6 separate regions of the Mus musculus genome follow, and all the other regions are linked to region 5. Evidence: chromatin contacts called from public ChIA-PET, HiChIP or PLAC-seq and Micro-C data. All regions are on one chromosome and are shown on one strand. Each heading gives the region's core, a stretch centred on a gene start, on an enhancer-like site or on the middle of the called end of the contact. The rest is flanking DNA. Distances are from core to core; before and after follow the strand shown. Region 1 holds the start of Ssu72 (Ssu72 RNA polymerase II CTD phosphatase homolog (yeast)). Region 2 holds the start of Prxl2b (peroxiredoxin like 2B). Region 3 holds the start of Mmp23 (matrix metallopeptidase 23). Region 4 holds the start of Pank4 (pantothenate kinase 4). Region 5 holds the start of Ski (ski sarcoma viral oncogene homolog (avian)). Region 6 holds the start of Cdk11b (cyclin-dependent kinase 11B).

Region 1 (3,295 bases), core at 36-2,535, 480 kb before region 5:
TTTTAACTGTAATACAATGCATCAGTTTCTCATTTTGTCAAGAGATTTTTTTTTTTAAGATAAAATACTATCAAAGATGAATGCCCTACTAGAAACTGGTGAATTCGTGAAGAAATATGAGGAGGTCCCACTGAACCAAATGAATTCGTGTGCTCCAGAAATTACTGACTAAAGTTATGGGGCTGAGAGGGGTGGTGGCTGGTGCATGAGACTTGCAAACGAAGACAGCAATAAACAGTCCCTGACGTTAACACCTCAGATCACTGTTGTTGCTTCCAGACTCGTTCCATCTTGATGTGACGTGTGGAGAGCTTTCCAAGGTGGCCGGACGACACATATACGGGAAAGATAAACACCAGGCACCCTTCGCAGCACGGAAAGACCTTGGCCTACCCCGTGATACTGCCCGGTCGTCCAGCACCCAGAGGGCCCCAGCTGTCGTGTGGCCACCTCTAGGGTTTACGGGGATGCCTACACTACCGAGGGTGTCGCGCGCACGGACCCCACTGAGGGCTCGCTGAGCGTGGAAGCCGGGCGTGGCCCGACCTCCGCGGCCCAGTCAGTACAGGGTCGGGGTCTGGACAAGAATCTGTGGGAAAGAGGAGGGAGGGGCGGAGGGCAGGTGGAGCTTGCACTACCTGAGGATGTTGTGTGCTTCCATGCTCCGATTCTGGTTACTCGAGCACACCACCGCCACCCGCAGCGGCGATGACGGCATGGCACCGACCGAACTACCCACTGCTCTCGCTACGGAGCTCCCACCTAGAAGCCGGCTTCCGCGCGAGGAAGATGGCGGTAACCGGAAATCTGCGACACGGAAGTGAACGCAACGCAACGCAACGCAACGCGTGGGGAGGCCGACGGTGCTCTCCTGGGCTCGTACTGCAGCCGGCGCGGGAGGGCGACCGGCCGACGCCGAATCAGCCTGAGAGCAGCCGAGGCCGGCGGTCGTGGACCACCTTCGCCGGCGCGTGACGTCACAGGACCTGCGCCGGCAACTGGAGCGGTGTGAGCCGCGCCTGCGTCCTAATGTACCGTCGCCTCGGATGACGCGCTAGGCGCGGCGCTTGCGCAATACTGAAAACTTCAGTGGGACGGGCGTTGGGGCGGGTCCGGGGAGTCTCAAGTCCTTTCCGCGGCTTCTCTTGGTGTGGTTGGGACGTTTTTCATTCCGGTTTCCTCCAGGTGGTCACTCTGCCAATTTCATAGATGCACTGGGCTCCAGCACTTGGTTTGTGCCCTATCTCTATCACGAGTACCTTCCTCAGAGTCACTGGACTTCTAGAAGCACGTCACTTCCTCTGTGAGCCCGTTGCAGCTTAACATGTAAACGATATGAAAAATATGGGTGAGGTAGCGGGCTCTTCAAGTTCGGCCAATCGGAAAACTGGCAGGAAAAATCGCTTCTCTGTTGGAAGCCAGTTTAGGTTGCCTATTGAGAGCTCGATCTCAAGTGAGAGGGGGAGAGAGAAATAGAGTTGCTGCTGGGCGTGGTGCCTCACACTTTTCTTTAATCCTAGAACTCGGTAATCAGGTCGACTTACAGCCGGCCTACCTGCCTGGTGACCTGTCCCCTCTAGCTCGAATGGAATGGTCAAGAAGTGAAGGGGATTAGATAAGTTGTTTGGAGATTCTGAGAACTCCTTTAAAGTTGGAGCAGTATGAGATTGTCAGGGACAAGAAGGTAGATAATGTGTAGTAAGTATAACAAAAGCTGTGTTTTGCCGGGCGGTGGTGGCGCACGCCTTTAATCCCAGCACTTGGGAGGCAGAGACAGGCAAATTTCTGAGTTCGAGGACAGCCTGGTCTACAGAGTGAGTTCCAGGACAGCCAGGGCTACACAGAGAAACCCTGTCTCAAAAAAAAAGCCGTAGATTCAGTAATCTACCCTTTATTCCTATTATTCCTGTATCTTCCTCTTTTCTTTTTCATCCCTTCTCCCTCCTTTATAAAAGTATATTTTATTCGCTTATAGTAATTGTCTCAAAGACTACCTCTACCTGTTTGCCTAGGCCTAGAATCTTCTAGCCTCCATGCAACCTTTTTTTCTTTTAAAGTTTATTTATATATATGAGTACACTATGGCTGTCTTCAGTCACACCAGAAGACGGCATGGGATTCCATTACAGATGATCGTGAGTCACCATTTGGTTGCTGGGAATTAAACTCAGGACCTTTGGGAAAGCAGTCCGTGCTCTTAACTACTGAGCCATCTCTCCAGTCCTATTTTGAAACTAAATTTCCCACTATGAACCTCCTCATTGCTATTGAAGTCTGCCATCATTGTTCCTTGTGTTAATGAGGAGGAGAGTATTGAGAACCTGTTGCGAGTAAGCCCACAGAGACCATCACGTGGACACTCTGAAAGCCAAAAGGAAAGTCTTTATTTTTGCCTGCTAGCTGCACAGAGAACTTGCCCAAATCATGTAACCTTGAGCCTTGCAGCTCTTTGACTTTATGTACAAAGACCATCTTGATTGGCATGCTTCAGTTAGCGAGAAGCAGAACTGTGGAAGTCAAAAAGCAAGATTAGAACATTGAGGAAGTTTTTACTTGGGGACTTATGGACTATGTTTCTATTTAGTCAGGTGTTGAGGCCTATGTGCTGGGCTTTTTCTTTGTTTGGTTTGTTTTGAAGATTTATTTTGTGTGAGAACACTAGCTGTTGAGGCCTATGTGCTGGGTGGTTTTGTTTCTTTAAAGATTTATTTATTTTATGTGAGTACACTGTTGCTCTCTTCACACACACCAGAAGAGGGCATCAGATCCCATTAAAGATGGTTGTGAAATATGGTTGTTGGGAATTGAACTCAGGAGCTCTGGAAGAACAGTCAGTGCTATTTATTTATTTCATGTATATGAGTATACCAATGCTCTCTTCAGACACACCAGAAGAGGGCATCAGACCCCATTACAGATGGTTGTGAGCCACCATGTGGTTGGTGGGATTTGAACCCAGGACCTCTGGAAGAGCAGTCAGTGCTCTTAACCGCTAAGCCATCTCTCCAGCCCATGTGCTGGGTTTTAAGTGCAGAATGGTGTCTCTAACATAGCATCAGTTGTGCTAAAGTCTGGGGACCTGTTACAAACGAGGTGCCAGAATCCTTAGGTCCTCTGATATGTTCAAGGGAACAGTATTAAGCAGCACGTGTGTGTTTTTGAGGAACCAGTGAGGACATTTCCCCCACTTTTATCATACTTACTATTATAAAATTCTGTGGCCAGGAGTGACAGTGAGTACCTTTGTTTTATGTTCTCTTATCCTGGGTTTGCTTAGTTGGCTTTTTGTTTTGTC
Region 2 (2,995 bases), core at 310-2,809, 320 kb after region 5:
CTAACCTATAAAACTTGGAACAAAGACTCTACAATCCTCTGCTCCTGATGACCTGTCTTACCTGGGGCTCCATGAAGACGAGGTGGGTTCTGTCACACTGTGTAGGCATATGTGAGTGAGCAGCCTCAGGGAAGGGCCTGCTGGCTCTTCCTGTTCAACATGCAGCACTTTCTGCAGACATCTTCCCATGCTCCTGGGACCCTCGCATTGTACCCCTCAACACTTAACAGGAAGCAGAGGAAGCCCCATCTCTGGATTTCTTCTGGTGGTGCTTCCAGGACCAGTTGCTCTACAGGACCAGCTCCTCCTGATTCTGCAACTTTATTTTCTTTCCTTTTTTAAAATGTACCTTTGCACACCTGTGTGCACTTGTGTGTGCCCGGGGAGTCCAGCGGTTGAGTGTTTTACTCAGTGCCTCTCAATCGTATTTCTTGAGACAAGGTCTATTGCTGATTCTCATGCCTTTGCTTCCCCCAGGACATGGGATTACAGGTCTCTGTCATTTTACCGAGTCACCTCCCCAGCCTACTCTTGCTTGCATAGGTTTGGGCCCAATGTGAGTGCCTGGTGCCTGAAGAGACCGTAAGGGAGCATCAGATGCCCTCAAGCTGGACTTGCAGAGGATTGTGAGTCGCTGTAGGGATGCTGGGAACCAAACCGTGGGCCCTCTGCAAGAGCAGCTAGTGCTCTTAACCACTGAGCCATCTCTCTAGCTTCTCCTTTTGACACAGTGATATGTATGGTTCCTAACTTCCTGCCTGGCTGTTCAGCCTCAGCTAGGTATCTTGTGGTGGCTCTCTTCCTTTCCTAGCCTCTACATCTGTCAGATGCTTGAACATGGCCCTAGAAAGCATCACAGGGCTTACTTAGTGAGGAAAGGACAGAACACGTGGATTCCTGAGCCTTCTACTCTTCCTAGGGACACACCACTGCGAGCTCCTGTTTATCTCCTTTGGATTGTTGTACATGAGAGCCCGTAGTTTAAAAACTGACATCCACACAGCAGGAAATGGTACTTTACGATGGAAGTTAATAGGATTTCGCGAAAATGCAAAGCAGGAACTTAGACTTGGAAAGGCTGGTCCTTTCACTACTGTAAGTGCCGGCTGCCCTACTGTTCCTCACACTAGTGATTTGTGAGTTCGATTCCCCGTTTCAACTTTTTGGCTCTAATTCTACCACCCTGCTGCACTACTAGGGACCACCTGATGCTAGTGGAGAGCTACGCAAACGCTAGAGAGCCACGCAAACGCATTCTGCGCAGGCGCACCGCTTGCAGACTGTCCATTGAGCTTTACCTGCTACGCCATTGGCTAATAAGCTTATACATATGAGAACAACCTAGGCTTAGGCAAAGAGATCTGCAGTGATTGTCTCTTTGGAGAGAGGGTGTGCCTGTATACTAATATCAGGGGCGGAGCCTGGGGCGAGACAAGCGCACAGTCATGTGACCTGAACCCCCTGGAGGTGGTGCCCACCAGGACTGGGGCGGGATTATGGGCGGGGCATAGGCTGGCTGAAGAGGCTGCGCAGGACAGAGTGAGCCTCCCCAGGCTGCGAGAAGGGACCGTGGAGCAGAAAGGGACGGAGGAGGCCATGAATGTGGTGGACCTTGGTCGCGTAGGAGCGTGTGTCTTGAAACATGCAGTGACTGGGGAGGTGAGATTTGGCTCGCGCAGGGCGGAGAACGCCTCCCCTAATACCTGGCCCAGAGCCTTGGCAACTCACATGGGTTGGAGTGGAGGTCCTGAGGGGTCCTATGAGTTCGCGTACTGGGCGTGGGTACAGCTCATGGTCCACAGAGGAACCATCAGGAGGACCAGTCAGCTGCGAATCTTGGAGCAGCACGCTGCGGGACATGTGAGGCTGCCGGGCATAGGGGGTTGGTGAGCCCATGTCCCCTGACCGATCCATTCTGTAGGCTGTGGAGCTGCGGAGCCTATGGCAGGAGAAAGCTTGTGTGGTGGCCGGTCTGCGACGCTTCGGCTGCATGGTGTGCCGCTGGATCGCCCAGGACCTCAGCAACCTCCGGAGCATCCTGGACCAACACGATGTGCGCCTGGTGGGCGTGGGGCCTGAGGCCCTGGGCCTGCAGGAGTTTCTGGATGGTGGTTACTTCTCAGGAGGTGCGACTCTTCCCGGACTCAGAGCCTGGGCTGACCTCTCCCTTTCTAGGCCCAACAAGAACATATTCATGTGTCAGCATATGCAGCTCTTCCCTGCCCTGCCTTCAGCCTGTGCCCTGGCTGGTGCCCAGACCTAGTGGCAAAGTCCCAGTGACTCTTGCCCTTCCCGTTTAAGCAGTGGTGACATTCAATCCTGCCTTGCTACTCATGGCTTGGGTGGGTGGAGCTGGATACAGTAAGTGGAGGGGACAGACTGTAGGAAGCCTGGGGCACATAGCTGTGGCTTTCCTTTCTAGAACTCTACCTTGATGAGAGCAAGCAAATCTATAAGGAGCTGGGCTTCAAGCGGTAAGTGTGACTGTTTGTGGGCATGAGTCTAACCAGGGACAACAGGAGGACAGAGTGGCCACCGCTCTCTTATGTACCTTCTTGCTACTGCCATCTGCTCTGCTCTCCAGTTTGTCTCATGGAAACTGACACTGGTGCTTCAGCCAGCCCTTCTTTGAGTCTTCTAATGGGTGTTGGTCCAAGGCAGGCCTGTCCTCAGAAGTCTGCTATTTCATAAACAGGAGGGACCTTGGAGCCCAGTGCCTTAGCCATGGCTCATTGCAGTCCTCTGTTGCCACAGACTGCCTGTCATGATAGGCAGTGCCGGCTAAGCGAGATCCCTGGGCACACCCAGCTTGGAGCTCATTCCCCACACTCCACACCACCTCTCCAGGGCCCCCAAGGCTAGCTGTATTCAACCTGGGGGCTCTCAGGGCTTGTGTAGAGCCTAGTTAGACTGGTTGCTGATCTGCCTGAGCCCTGGGTTAGATAAGTGGGTGGGGCAGGACACTGGGAACAGGTGTGGATACTTGTGTTCCACC
Region 3 (3,036 bases), core at 376-2,875, 430 kb before region 5:
CACCTCATCCCACAGACGGCTCAGAGGTGGTAAATGCCATCCAGGTGCCCGGCCCGCCTCGGCAACTGGTGGAGGAGCTACAGAGCCGCTACAGGCAGATGGAGGAGCGCATCACCTGCCCCATCTGCATCGACAGCCACATCCGCCTGGTGTTCCAGTGCGGCCATGGAGCGTGCGCGCCCTGTGGCGCCGCGCTTAACGCCTGCCCCATCTGCCGCCAGCCCATCCGCGACCGCATTCAGATCTTCGTGTGAGCGCACTCCACACGCCGTGGCTGATCGCAGACCTTCCTTCAAAACCCCTGTATTTTATAAAAAGATTATCGGACTTTGCTTCCTGTTCCTTGCCTAAGGGTGTTGGGCAGGCCCCAGAGATCCTCACCGCCCCTCCCCCGCTGCCCAGGCCCCACCCCACGCCCCGCCCGGCATCAGGCTCCAGACTGCCTGGAGATCAGGAACGCTCTGGATGAGGATGCAGCCCGCCAAAAGTGCGCGCTGGCTTTGGTTTGACACAAGATGGTCCGTCCGGAAACTCCAAAAGGCTCACGTGGCTTTTCTATCGCCCCTATAAGAGGGCCACCCCCCTTTGCTCTTCCCCTTGCCTATTACTCCCTCCGCCCCTCTGGGGCAGGACTTGAACTGTGAAGGTTTTGGTCAAAGCAACACGACTTAGAGAGGGTCCTGGCTAGGAGGGAGTTGGGTTGGAAGCCGCCAAGCTCTTGACAGTTACGTTGGGGCTGAGTGAAGAAGCAAGAGAGGGTCCGTCCACTTGTTGGAACAAACACTTAGTAAGGAAGGGAGGGGGCAGATGGCTGACCCTTTTCAAGAACTTCCAGCGCAGCTATTACGGGCCACAGGGCACTCCAGCTGCTTGGCTCTGACTCTGCTGGCCAAGTACATTGTTGCTGTCACCTAGGGTCCAAGGTCGGAGTGGAAGACTGGGAGGGAGAAAACCCCGGCTCCTGCGCCTGCTCTCACCCACCCACAGTCAGCTCCGTCCCGTCCCGGGATCGCAGCTGTGCCTGGCATAATTTCGGTTGCCATGCCGCGTTCATTCGGTACCCACCCAGCACAGCCATCAGCTGCCGGGTCTAGCTTTCAGGCCTTGGACCATAGCTCCTGCCTCCTAACCCTACCGCGCCAGACCACCACACTCAGTTCCTGACTCAGTTGCCTTAATCCCCTCTCCTCTGAGGCAGGGATTCCAGGTGCTGGCACCTTCCCCAAACTTCCTGCACTGGACCAACGAGAGCACCCTCTGGTTAAAGCAGTTGCCCTAAGGACTCCCGCTGGTCTCCTTGTCTTTCCTGAGGCATCTTTCCTCTCTGCTCGCTCAGCCACCCTGCTCTCATTGCCACGTCCCCTCGCTCTGCGCTCCCCTCTGGCGGGTATGCTCCTTACACTCAGTCACTGCGGTCCAGGACCGAGGCTTCCCTCCCAAATTTCATTGTGGTACCAGAGGGTTGAGGGGGGAAGCCAAATGTCATTCAACTCCGACCAGTGGGTGCGGGGAGCAATTGATGCCCCTACCCCAAATCTGAGCCCCGGCGCCTCGCGTTCTGACAGACCCCCCGACACTGTAGGGTGTGTTCTGGCCTCTGCCGCCGACCCTTCGGCCTGGTTCCTGGAATCGCACCGGGGGATGCGGACGGTTCCAGACTTAACGAGTCGGTTCCTTATTTGAGCCAGCGCAGCCGGGTCCTCTCTTCACCATAGGGCTGTAACTCGAGCCGTCCGCCGCCCATCCCCTTCCCACTCCGCCCCAGCTCTGCGATCCAGGTCCCTACGTCGCGCGGCCCCTTGTGGCCCTAACCCGACTGGAGTCTGCCATGGGCTGCCGGGCCTGTCTCCGTCCGGAGGCGTCCGGCGCGGTACAGGGCCGCTGGTTGGGGGCTGCCCTGAGCGGGTTGTGCCTTCTCTCCGCGTTGGCGTTGCTGGAGTGGCTAGGGGCGCCGACCGAGACCGCCTGGAGGGCAGCTCAGGTGAGAGGACGAAAGGCTAGTAAGTGCGAGGAGCGGGTCAGCATCTGAGGGTGTATCAGTGGGGCCCGCGTGTGAGGGGCTTTGTGGGATGGCATGTGAGTGCCTGGTTCCGAGAATCTTGGGTCATTGTGTCCAGCGGCCGCTGGAGGTGGGAGACCGCATCCATCCCCAACTCTGCCCATTCCCAATAGGTTTTGTTTTGTTTTCCCGAGCCAAGATTTCATTGTGTAGCCCGGGCTGACTTCTGTAGACCATCTGCCTCTGCGCTCAGAGATTAAAGGCATGCGCCACCATGGCTGGCTCAACTCCTAAAGCCCAAAACCTAATAGAGGGCTCATCCACAGCTTCCTCTATCCCGTTGCCTAAAGTCTGCTTCTGATAACAACTCTCGGGCACTAGAGACTTTCCTCTGGCCTCCTCACATTCACTTCTCCCTATGAAGGGAAATGTAGATGCGCCAAATGTGGGCAGCTCCACTGCCCAGGTACCCAGACTGTTGACCATGTCGGTAACCCGAAGACGCCGCTACACGCTGACACCGGCCAGGCTGCGCTGGGACCACTTCAACCTCACATACAGGTGCCACCTGGACCAGCGAGGAGGGTGGTCAGGTCATAACTCAGACACCAACACTGACTCTAACATCACCGCCGCCCTCCACCACAGAGTTCTTTCCTTCCCCCGGAATCTTTTAAGCCCGGAAGAGACGCGAAGGGGCCTGGCTGCTGCCTTTCGAATGTGGAGTGATGTTTCCCCATTCAGTTTCCGTGAGGTGGCCCCTGAACGTCCCAGTGACCTCAAGATAGGTGGGTAACTGAAGAGCTCCCGACCGCGCCCAGCCTCGCAGGTATTATTGCAGCCTTGTGTTTTCTTAGGTTTCTACCCAGTCAACCACACCGACTGCTTGGTCTCTGCAGTGCACCACTGCTTTGATGGTCCCACAGGTGAACTGGCCCACGCTTTCTTCCCACCCCACGGTGGCATTCACTTTGATGACAGCGAGTACTGGGTCTTGGGCCCCACACGCTACAGTTGGAAGAAAGGTGACCCAACTC
Region 4 (2,995 bases), core at 421-2,920, 260 kb after region 5:
CCCAACACTGAACATCCCTTGCAATGTCCTTCTGTCCAGACAGCCCTGGTCTGGCCTCAGGCCTTCAGCTCGAAGGCACCTCTCTACTACAGCTCATGCTTTATTGGCTGTTGGTTAGATGGTCTCTAGGTACCAAATAGATTATCTGAGGTGAACCCTATTTTCTTAACTGCCTGATGATGTTTGAATTCATTTTCACCTGCTTTCCAGACACAGTTATTTAATTTTGCCTCCTTCCTAATGAATAAGTATAAGACCACAGGGCAAAGCATAAAACCCAGCCCTGGAGTGAAGGTTTCAGGATCCTGGAACAGCTGCCTTGGGGCCTTTGGAGAGGTCAGGTTGTGGACAGTCCCCTCTGCTGGGGCTGCAAGCTCATCACTTCTAAACTAATATACAGCCAGTCACCGAGTTATCTCAGGTGCTAGTAGAATCTTGGCCCACTCCACCACCCTCCTGAGCCCTTGATAAAGCTGGAACACAGGACAAGCCAGCAGGCCATCTTTACTTTCTCTTCCATTCCTCATTCCTCCCAAGGAAGAACACGTCAGAGAGACAACCCAAAAGCAAGAGGGTGGGGGACTTATTCAATATTCCAGAAGTAACGAGATTCTTCACAGTCTCTTAACAACCTAGGCTTTCCAAGGAGGCTAAGAGCCAGCAGCACACCCATTGATTCACGGAGATAAGTCCAAGACTGCGGATGCTGCCCGGCTGTGTGGGGCCTCACTGACAATGCTGGCATCAAGAGATACGCGGGGAAACGCCTGCAAGCAATTGGGTACAAAGCTCCTCAATAACAGGATGCAGAGCAGAGAGCTTGGGGGACAGGGGTAGGGGTGGGGGAGGGGGAGGGGGAGCGTTGGCCGGCTCCCATCCTGGATCTACGAATAGAGAGACCACGGAGAAAGCTAGCCTTCTTCTGTGCCTTGGTCTCCGCATCTGCACACCAGGGCGATGAAAGAACCTCCCCCGAGGACTTGTTAGTGGGCATGAGGCTGCCCAACGCGCGAAGGGGATCTAAGGTGGGCCTGTAGCGGGTCGGCAGGAAGGTGAACTCCTAGGCGCGCAGGAGGCGGCGGCCGTAGCCACGGTCCACGCTGCAGCGCTCGACAAGTGTCCAGGCCCAACGTCTCCACAGCTCACTGGGAAGCCGGAACTCCGGCGGAGTGCGCCGCGGGGCCATGGCCAGCCTCATCCCGGGGGACTCTGAGCAGATGAGGACCCCCGAGGCCACCCGCCCCGCCCGTCCCTCCACTGAGCCACCGGCGCTGCGCGGACTACGAGGCCCGACGTGCCCCGCTCCAACCGCGCAGCGCCTACCGGGAGCTGGAGTCCCACAGCCCGCTCGGTCCCGCACCTTGACGCCGCGCACACTATGAGTCCCGAGAGGCTGTGCGGCGACCCGTGAGGCTGTGCGCATGGCCCGCGCCCCCGCCCTTCGTCCTTCCCGCCGCCCCCGCTGGCTGGCCGCCCGCGCCCACTGCTCCGGCCACTTTCTTGAGTACCCGGTCCGTGTCTACCTATATCAATGGCGAAGCGCTTGGCGTTCTCCAGGTTGCGGAAGATCTCGTCGGGGGGCAGCGTGATGCTCTTGTCCAGACTGTCCCCGCCGCTCCCGCCGCCACTCGCTCCACGCTCCGCCATTTTGAAAGTGCCCGGCCAGCCTCATCAGCCATGGAAATATATGCGCATATAATTGACTGCTAAACGACCGCGTGCATAAATTATGCTAATGAGTCTCCGCCCCCCGTCCGCCTGTGCTGGAGGCCAGGCCACCCGACCGTCCTAGACAAGCAAGTGTCCCAGAGGCCAGGACTGGGAAGGGAGGGCCGTTATTTTCCAAACTACCAATATGAAGCTTTTGGAATATTGTTCTTTCGCTGAGCTGGCTAGATGCTAACTTGGGTTGATTTTGGCGATCGTGCTTTCATATCTCCTTGCTGTGAGGCTGGCCCTGCAAGCTGCTGTAATTTCTGCTAGGGTGACCCACCATCCTGGTTTCCCAAAGAAGTGGGACCTTCAATTCTAAAACTCCCATGTTAATTGGAGTAGTTTTAAAGACCCTACATTCGAGAAATGCCCAGCCAGGGGGAAGGGATATGAATAGGGTCGTGCGTCTGCAGCTGGGGAAGATCGGCAGTTTAACAGCAATCTTTGCAAAGTATAGGAGGGAAAGGGAGAGGGCGCATGGAAGAGGGGACCGGGCTTCAAAGTGGAGGTGATCTGGAGTTCCTGTTGATTTAAGTCCCTTGAGAGAGAGCACTGTGTCCTCCAAGAGGGCCATCGTGTAACTTAATACCTCGCTCTCTGCAAGGTTCTGTCTGCAGGCAGTTGCTCACTGACTTGCCAGGCTCCTGGAGCACAGGACTGAGGCAGTGCGCAGGCTCAGCTGCCATATATCTATCTACATTGATTCCGAGAGGAGGCAACCTTGTATGTGCCTGCCAACAGAGTGGGTGTACTCTGAATGGGAGAGCCTGCTCCAGAGTGGCAGGGCTCCTGAGAGTGAGGTGACCCAGCAACTTCAGTCCCTGTAAGTGGAGTATGCCCGGCCTGTGTGTAGGACACTCCACAAGGGCACTGGCCTCCTCCCCATCTGTAGAAGTTCTGCTGCTCCTGTGGTAAGCTAAATGAGTGCAGATGAGGTTCTCTGTCCTTGCTTACTATACGTGGGTCACAGAAGGGTCCTCAGGTGGTCCCTGGCAGAGTGGATAGGAATAAGAGGGGGGTGGTGGCTAATGAACTTCTAGATGGGAAAGATCCAAGTCGGGATGGGAGCCACATCTATGACTTTGTCCTTCAGAAGACATGTAGACACACCTTCCCACTTCTTGCTCCATGGGTTTTGCCTTTGGAGAGCCCTGTGAACTTGACTAACCTATAGCCTGCCTTAAAGCGGACACCCTGTCTTAGACAATAGCCCATACCTACCAGGCTCATAGTTTGAATGGAATGGGTCAGTCCTGGCCCTGGTCGCTCTGTGGAAGGGAGG
Region 5 (3,103 bases), core at 238-2,737:
TACTTTGGGCAGTCCTGCTCTGAAGACCTTGAGTGGTTCTTTGTGCAGGCACATGGGTTTTTGAGCTATCTTCTCAACATAAGAGTAACCTGGCATGAGTGTTCTGTGGTGTCCTTTATGTCACCTGGAATGCGTGTTTGTGTTGCCCCTATCATATGGGGGTAGGAACTTCGGTTGTGTGGCGACCCTAGGGTGCTTTGAGACGTTCTTGTATCAGAACCCGAATGTTTTGTGGCATCCTTGCTATGAGGAAGGGAACCTGGGTTTTGTTTTGTGGTGTCCTTGTTATGAGTGTCTCGTGGAGCACGACGTCCAGCAGTGTGGGGAGTGAAGGTTACTTCACAGTGTCTACCTAGAACGGGAACCCCGGGATGTAGGGCGGCAGCGGCGCAGATCTACTGCGGACCGCCGCTCAGCTGGCCTGTGGTTGTGGCAGGGGCCTTGTGGGTTTCGGGGGCCCCAAGACCGTGGTGGCAGCAGGACCGGAGTCTTCCCAGCCGCGCAGGAAGCGGCCTCGGCCGGAAGGGGGGCCCCAGGCGCCTCCGCTGTGGCCGCCTCCAGTGGCCTCCACAAGGCGGGGCCGAGCGAGACCGAGTAGGGCCGAGCAGGGCCGAGCCGGTACCGAGTAGGGCCGAGCGGGGCCGAGCACTGCCGAGAGGGGCCGAGCTCCGGTACGGGGGAGCCGAGCGGAGTCGAGCTGTGGGCGGACAAAGCCGAGCTTGGCCGAGTCCGGTCCGGGCGTAGCCGAGCGCCACTGAGCCCGGGAGGGGGAGCGCGCGTTCTTGGAAGAGCCCGCCCGGAGCTGGTCACATTCCTGGCCCGCACTCCGGCTGAGGCGGACGCACGGCAACAAACAACGCGGGAGGCGGGGCTGGCGCGGGCGGGGCGGGGCGGTACGGGGCGGGGCGGCGCGCGGCGGCGTGAGCTCAGCTCCCGGCGCTCAGTCCGAGCCGGAGCGAGCCGCCGGAAAGATGTGCGCCCAGTGCGCAGAGCCCCGCGCCGCCGCGGCGCTCTGAGGCCGCGGGCCAGAGGCGCCTCCGCCGTCCCGGGAGCCGCGCGCGCGGGCCAGCGGGCGGCCGGGAGCCGGCAGGCGGCCGCGCGGGCGGGCAGGCCGCCAGGGGCCGGCGGCGGGCGCGACGCGGCCGGTCAGCACCGCCGGGACGAGCCGAGCGGGCGCCGCGCGGTGGGAGGAGCGGGGCAGCGGCGGCGCGCCGCGCGCGCGGGGGGCCCGGGCGGCGGCGGGCGCGGCGCGGGGCGCGTGGATGTGGCGCCGGGCCCGGGCGGCGGCGGGCTCCAGCGGCGGGACCCCTTCGCCCCGCCCGCCTTCGCCTTCGCGCCCCCGGGCGAGGCCGAGGCCGGGGCCGTGATCGGCCGTGAACCGGCGACGGGGGGCGGTCGTGGCCGCGGTCGCGGGCGGCGGCGGGGTGCGCGGGGCGGCGGCGGAGGCCGTGGGGGCCCGGGCGCACGGGAGCGGGAGCGGCCGGGGGAGCCCGATCGCACCATGGAAGCTGCAGCGGCCGGCCGGGGCGGCTTCCAGCCGCACCCGGGGCTGCAGAAGACGCTGGAGCAGTTCCACCTGAGCTCCATGAGCTCGCTGGGCGGCCCGGCCGCTTTCTCGGCGCGCTGGGCGCAGGAGGCCTACAAGAAGGAGAGCGCCAAGGAGGCGGGTGCGGCCACAGTGCCGGCGCCGGTGCCCACTGCCGCGGAGCCGCCGCCCGTGCTGCACCTGCCTGCCATCCAGCCGCCGCCGCCCGTGCTTCCCGGGCCCTTCTTCATGCCGTCGGACCGCTCCACCGAGCGCTGTGAGACCGTGCTGGAAGGGGAGACCATCTCTTGTTTCGTGGTGGGAGGTGAGAAGCGTCTGTGCCTGCCGCAGATCCTCAACTCGGTGCTGCGCGACTTCTCACTGCAGCAGATCAACTCCGTGTGCGATGAGCTGCACATCTACTGCTCGCGCTGCACCGCCGACCAGCTGGAGATCCTCAAAGTCATGGGCATCCTGCCCTTCTCCGCGCCCTCCTGCGGGCTCATCACTAAGACGGACGCCGAGCGCCTGTGCAACGCGCTGCTCTACGGCGGCGCCTACCCGCCGCCTTGCAAGAAGGAGTTGGCGGCCAGCCTGGCGCTGGGCCTGGAGCTCAGCGAACGCAGCGTCCGCGTGTACCACGAGTGCTTCGGCAAGTGCAAAGGGCTGCTGGTGCCCGAGCTGTACAGCAGTCCCAGCGCTGCCTGCATCCAGTGCCTCGACTGCCGCCTCATGTACCCGCCGCACAAGTTCGTTGTACACTCGCACAAGGCCCTGGAGAACCGGACCTGCCACTGGGGCTTCGACTCAGCCAACTGGCGGGCCTACATCCTGCTGAGCCAGGACTACACGGGCAAGGAGGAGCAGGCCCGCCTTGGCCGCTGCCTGGACGACGTGAAGGAGAAGTTCGACTATGCCAACAAGTACAAGCGGAGGGTGCCCCGGGTAAGTGTCCCCGGGTCTTGGGGGTTGGCAAACTATGCTCAAGGTGGGTGGGTGGGGTCCTTCTGCTCTGGGTCCTCTGGGTTCAAAAGGTTGGGGCTCGTGGTTCGACCTTATCAGGCCTTGGGTTGATTTGATTTTAGAAAAGTAGGGGGCTTGTCGGTCTCTTGTGGGTAAGGCCATCTTCGTGTTGTCTGAGCGCTGCTCTTATGGAGTAGAGTAAACGGGAGAGCCCTCTCGGGGCTCATAGCCCTTGACCATTCAGGCTAAGCTCTGAAGGTCTGAGAAAGTGGCAACTTCAAGCTCTGGGAGGTTAGAGTGCCTGGACCTAGGCTGTGACTTTCTGGCCCATATCACCATGGGACCTTGACAGAGTTGTCCATATGAGAATGAAGCTTGCCCCTTTCTCTCTTGTGGCTGGGATGCTTTCTTGCCTGTGGTCCTCAGCTGAGTATCCATGCATGTTTACTGCCTCTCCTGTTTTTCCTTTAAATACTGGGGCACAGACAGCTAAAGTGAAGCTAGCTAGCTGTCTTGGCAGAGACTTGGCACTTGCAGCCCCTGGTGTCTCCTGTTTGTGCACGTCGAAGGCCACTTTGGCGTGGTCAGCGGCCTGCCGGAGTTGCTGATGGTCTG
Region 6 (3,055 bases), core at 371-2,870, 400 kb before region 5:
TATACATAAAATATACATTGCACTGGCTGGCTTTGAACTCAATAGATCTGCCTGCCTCAGCCTCCTGAGTTCTTGAGTGTTAGGATTAAAGGTTGTACAGGTTAAATATCTTTAAGGATAATTGAAGTTTGCTAACCAACTCTAAATATACATTTTTTGAATAGAAACTTCAAATATTAATTTTGTTCAAAACTCATGTAATTAAAATCACTTTTTTTTTTTTTGGTAACCTGAAACCTGAGAACAGAAAATTTAAAACATTGTACATGATAAGGGTCATAAGACTATATGAACGTTAGTTTTTCTGAGCCAAAACTAAGACTTTAGTTGGATTTTTACACACGAAATACATCATACATATATTGACAATAAGAAGCACTTATATCAATGTTTCTTATCCAGTCACCTAAGGACTCTAAATATATCATCATCCAAAGCAAGGTAATTACAAAGCACTCATTTTAATTGCAAGGAAAGTTCCCACTTTATTAAAAATGCTTGGTAAATGGTATTATGAATATACTAATAATGAAATGAGAAAAATTAGTCTGGTGGCAGTAATGATTCTAGGTTCAGAATATTTTATTTTGTAACGAGATATTCTCATTTCGATACAGCTTCAGTGTGTTATTAATCTATCTTCAACGTCAACTGAGTATATGAATGTTTTTGTTAATTTTAGAATAGATTTTGGGCTCACCTGTGACATTTGGAAGTACAAAAGAACTTCACCGAAGAAGCGTTGTTCTAATGGAAAAATGAGGGCAAAGAAATTAAATCTTCTTTAAGAAAACCACTTACTTAAAAAACATAGCTTACATTTTTTAAGCGTTTTATCTCTGCTTTCTCCTCTTGTTCTTTCCTTCGTTTCTTTTCCTGGAGAATTTCATCTAACGTTTTCACTTTCCAAGAGTCCTTTTCATCACCCATTTGAGTTAAAACACTGCAAAAAGAAAAACAATTCAAGCAACCTCGGGACACAGAAAGCTACGGTCGGTCTGTCGGTCTGTCTTTTCCGAACACTTAAGTCTAATCGTTAGTGTTTCAGAGTAAGTCCCGGTAGGTCGGAAGGATTCTGCCTGAATACACTGTCGTTTCTGTCATTCCTGTAAGGTTTTGGGTAACTTAGTTTACCTCAGTGTTTTCCGTAAAACGCAACCATCATCATCCACGTAACGGTACTGTTCTAGGATGAAAGACCATCCAGGTCATTTCAGTGCCTCGCACTCAACACACTCTGCCTTAGGTGTCAAAAGGTTGTATGAGAAAGCTCCAGGACGCGGGGAGGCCTGGGTGACAGGTAAGATCAAGGTGCACTGTCAAGCGCGGGACTCCGGGGCGGGGTCCCACTTCTGAGGGTTCAGTCACGCAAACCTGAGGCAAGGGCCGGCTCCGGGGGCCGCCAGGCCTGCCGCCTCCACCGCCCTCAGCTCCGTGTGGAGCGAGACTGCTCCGCGGCAGCAGCGTGTCGCCAGCCGCGATTCTTCAGGGGCGCCGTAAACCCTGCTCCGAACCCCCGCGCCGCTACTCACCCCTGCGCCGCTACAGCCGCCGCAGCCGGTCCTGGAGTCTGGGAAGGAACAGCGCCCGGCGCGCGCCAGGATTGTCGTCACTTCCTCCGCGGAAGCGTGATGATGACGTACGACGACGACGACGAACCGCGTGTGCGCTCGACTTTTTTTGGCCGCCCCACAGTACCTTGCGCGCACCGGAAGTGTCCTTACATCGTGAGTTGGCTCCTGCCAACGACGCGAGGCTGGGCGGATAAAAGCGAAGTAGCGTCTGGTAACGTCCTGGGGTGTCTCCGAGAGATGACGTTTCGAGACGATGCGCTCGGCCGTCTGCGGAAACCGGAAACCGTGCCTCCCGCTGCACCTTCGCTCTGCCAGGCAGGGCTACCTCCAGGCACTCGGTAGCGTAGTCTGCAGGCCGAGCAGCATTTGCACTCGTGACAAGCTGCTTGTGCCACTCAACCTTCCGCAGCCAGACATTTGTTTCTACCCATCAGACTAATTGCTCTGACGTATAGACGCCTCCAAAGTGGCGTCGTGCCATCCAATGGAAAAACAAGTTGTCTTTCTGACCTACCCAGGACCCAGGAAGCTGAATTCACAGGTAGGCTAGTTAACATCCTATGATGAGGAAGTCCCCTGCACAAGAAAACATTGAAACGAATCCAGTTTCCTCAGCCAACCTCCTTAAAACAACCTCTTCTGCTTGGCCTACGATAGTGGTTGAGTCTTTATGTTATTGTTTTGCTTTGAAATAGAGTTTAGTACGTAGACCTAGCCTCTATTTCTGGCCTGTATCTCTGTATTCTTTTTGTTTTCTTTTCATTCTAAATGCTGAAGTGTCTAGACACTTCTCAAACGTGTACTTAAACCACCTGAAGGTCTTAAAGGTTTTTACGATTCCACTAAAAACCTATTAACCTATCAGGGCTTATGGAAGAGAGAGCAGAAAGGAAAATTCCAGCTGCTTGTTTTTGTCAGGTTATCCTGTGGGTATTGGGGAAAAAAACAAACAAACAAAAAGCAATGCCATGCATCAGTGGAGCACACCTTTAATGCCAGCACTAGGGAGACAGAAGCAGGCGGACCTCTTGTGAGTTTGAGGCCAGCCTGGTCTACAGAGCTAGTTCTAGGACAGCCAAGGCTACAAAAGCAGCTCTGTATCGTGAAACAAAAAATAGCAATATGATTAAATTTCTTGAGTTAGGGTCAGAAACAAACAAAATGAAAAGGAAACCACTGTTAGTTATGACTGTGAAATGGTAAGATGTGAAAGAATATAACAACTAGTGTATGAAAAAAATGAGGGATATTGGAGTGAAACACTTTGTGATCCCAGCTCTTACTTTGCCTCCAGAGTTATCAGTGACTTGGAAACTAAGTCTGATTTCAGTAGCATACATAACAGAGTTATACAAGCCAGGTGGTGGTGGCTCACATCTTCGATCTTATCACTTTGTAGACAGAGGTACCGTTTAAAGGTGGCCTGGTCCACAGGGTTACACAGAAAAACCTTGTATCAAAAAAAAGGAAACCAAACGAAC

Evidence for each region. Hi-C and Micro-C count contacts between places; a contact is called where the count stands out from the background. ChIA-PET counts read pairs in DNA pulled down with a chosen protein or histone mark. HiChIP or PLAC-seq counts read pairs in DNA pulled down with a chosen protein or histone mark.
Region 1: a contact with region 5 is called in an RNA polymerase II ChIA-PET map of memory CD8 T cells, with 20 read pairs. The contact joins the promoter of Ssu72 here to the promoter of Ski in region 5.
Region 2: a contact with region 5 is called in an RNA polymerase II HiChIP or PLAC-seq map of embryonic stem cells, with 11 read pairs. The contact joins the promoter of Prxl2b here to the promoter of Ski in region 5. A contact is called at or near these places in 9 of 39 promoter capture datasets (3T3-L1-derived adipocytes, cranial neural crest, frontonasal cranial neural crest and 6 more), 2 of 484 Hi-C or Micro-C datasets (the G1E-ER4 cell line and neutrophils), 8 of 115 datasets of contacts at active chromatin or transcription factors (the SCID.adh cell line, astrocytes, bone marrow-derived macrophages and 4 more) and 1 of 9 other capture datasets (embryonic stem cells).
Region 3: a contact with region 5 is called in a Micro-C map of embryonic stem cells, with 4 times the contacts expected there. The contact joins the promoter of Mmp23 here to the promoter of Ski in region 5. A contact is called at or near these places in 2 of 39 promoter capture datasets (liver and pre-B cells), 1 of 484 Hi-C or Micro-C datasets (embryonic stem cells), 2 of 115 datasets of contacts at active chromatin or transcription factors (memory CD8 T cells and microglia) and 1 of 9 other capture datasets (adipose tissue).
Region 4: an H3K4me3 HiChIP or PLAC-seq map of embryonic stem cells shows a contact between it and region 5, with 20 read pairs. The contact joins the promoter of Pank4 here to the promoter of Ski in region 5. A contact is called at or near these places in 12 of 39 promoter capture datasets (the 3T3-L1 cell line, the C10 cell line, the HPC-7 cell line and 8 more), 6 of 484 Hi-C or Micro-C datasets (embryonic stem cells, erythroblasts and neural progenitor cells), 9 of 115 datasets of contacts at active chromatin or transcription factors (the SCID.adh cell line, astrocytes, embryonic basal ganglia and 6 more) and 3 of 9 other capture datasets (adipose tissue, liver and macrophages).
Region 6: a contact with region 5 is called in an RNA polymerase II ChIA-PET map of memory CD8 T cells, with 48 read pairs. The contact joins the promoter of Cdk11b here to the promoter of Ski in region 5. A contact is called at or near these places in 2 of 115 datasets of contacts at active chromatin or transcription factors (memory CD8 T cells and pancreatic cancer cells).

The regions. Positions count from the first base shown.
Region 1 is chr4:155,702,805-155,706,099 of GRCm38.p6, reverse strand. It overlaps Ssu72 (Ssu72 RNA polymerase II CTD phosphatase homolog (yeast)), which reads right to left and starts at 1,285. Exons shown (of 5, transcript NM_026899.3): 1 at 639-1,285. The coding sequence starts at 718.
Region 2 is chr4:154,897,607-154,900,601 of GRCm38.p6, reverse strand. Prxl2b (peroxiredoxin like 2B) reads left to right here and starts at 1,559. Exons shown (of 7, transcript NM_025582.3): 1 at 1,559-1,659; 2 at 1,922-2,126; 3 at 2,423-2,474. The coding sequence starts at 1,597. It overlaps Gm52690 (a long non-coding RNA gene), which reads right to left. Exons shown (of 2, transcript XR_003955190.1): 1 at 2,552-2,995; 2 at 1-2,171.
Region 3 is chr4:155,651,973-155,655,008 of GRCm38.p6, reverse strand. Mmp23 (matrix metallopeptidase 23) reads left to right here and starts at 1,625. Exons shown (of 8, transcript NM_011985.3): 1 at 1,625-1,981; 2 at 2,424-2,560; 3 at 2,648-2,787; 4 at 2,857-3,024. The coding sequence starts at 1,829. It overlaps Mib2 (mindbomb E3 ubiquitin protein ligase 2), which reads left to right. Exons shown (of 20, transcript NM_001369164.1): 20 at 16-541. The coding sequence ends at 254.
Region 4 is chr4:154,962,798-154,965,792 of GRCm38.p6, reverse strand. It overlaps Pank4 (pantothenate kinase 4), which reads right to left and starts at 1,670. Exons shown (of 20, transcript NM_001305804.1): 1 at 1,524-1,670. The coding sequence starts at 1,647. Gm42363 (a long non-coding RNA gene) reads right to left here and starts at 1,516. Exons shown (of 2, transcript XR_881640.3): 1 at 1,324-1,516; 2 at 480-767.
Region 5 is chr4:155,220,919-155,224,021 of GRCm38.p6, reverse strand. It overlaps Ski (ski sarcoma viral oncogene homolog (avian)), which reads left to right and starts at 1,487. Exons shown (of 7, transcript NM_011385.2): 1 at 1,487-2,470. The coding sequence starts at 1,502.
Region 6 is chr4:155,623,419-155,626,473 of GRCm38.p6, reverse strand. It overlaps Cdk11b (cyclin-dependent kinase 11B), which reads right to left and starts at 1,620. Exons shown (of 20, transcript NM_007661.4): 1 at 1,533-1,620; 2 at 820-943. The coding sequence starts at 930. It overlaps Gm16023 (predicted gene 16023), which reads left to right and starts at 1,719. Exons shown (of 3, transcript NR_040441.1): 1 at 1,719-2,115.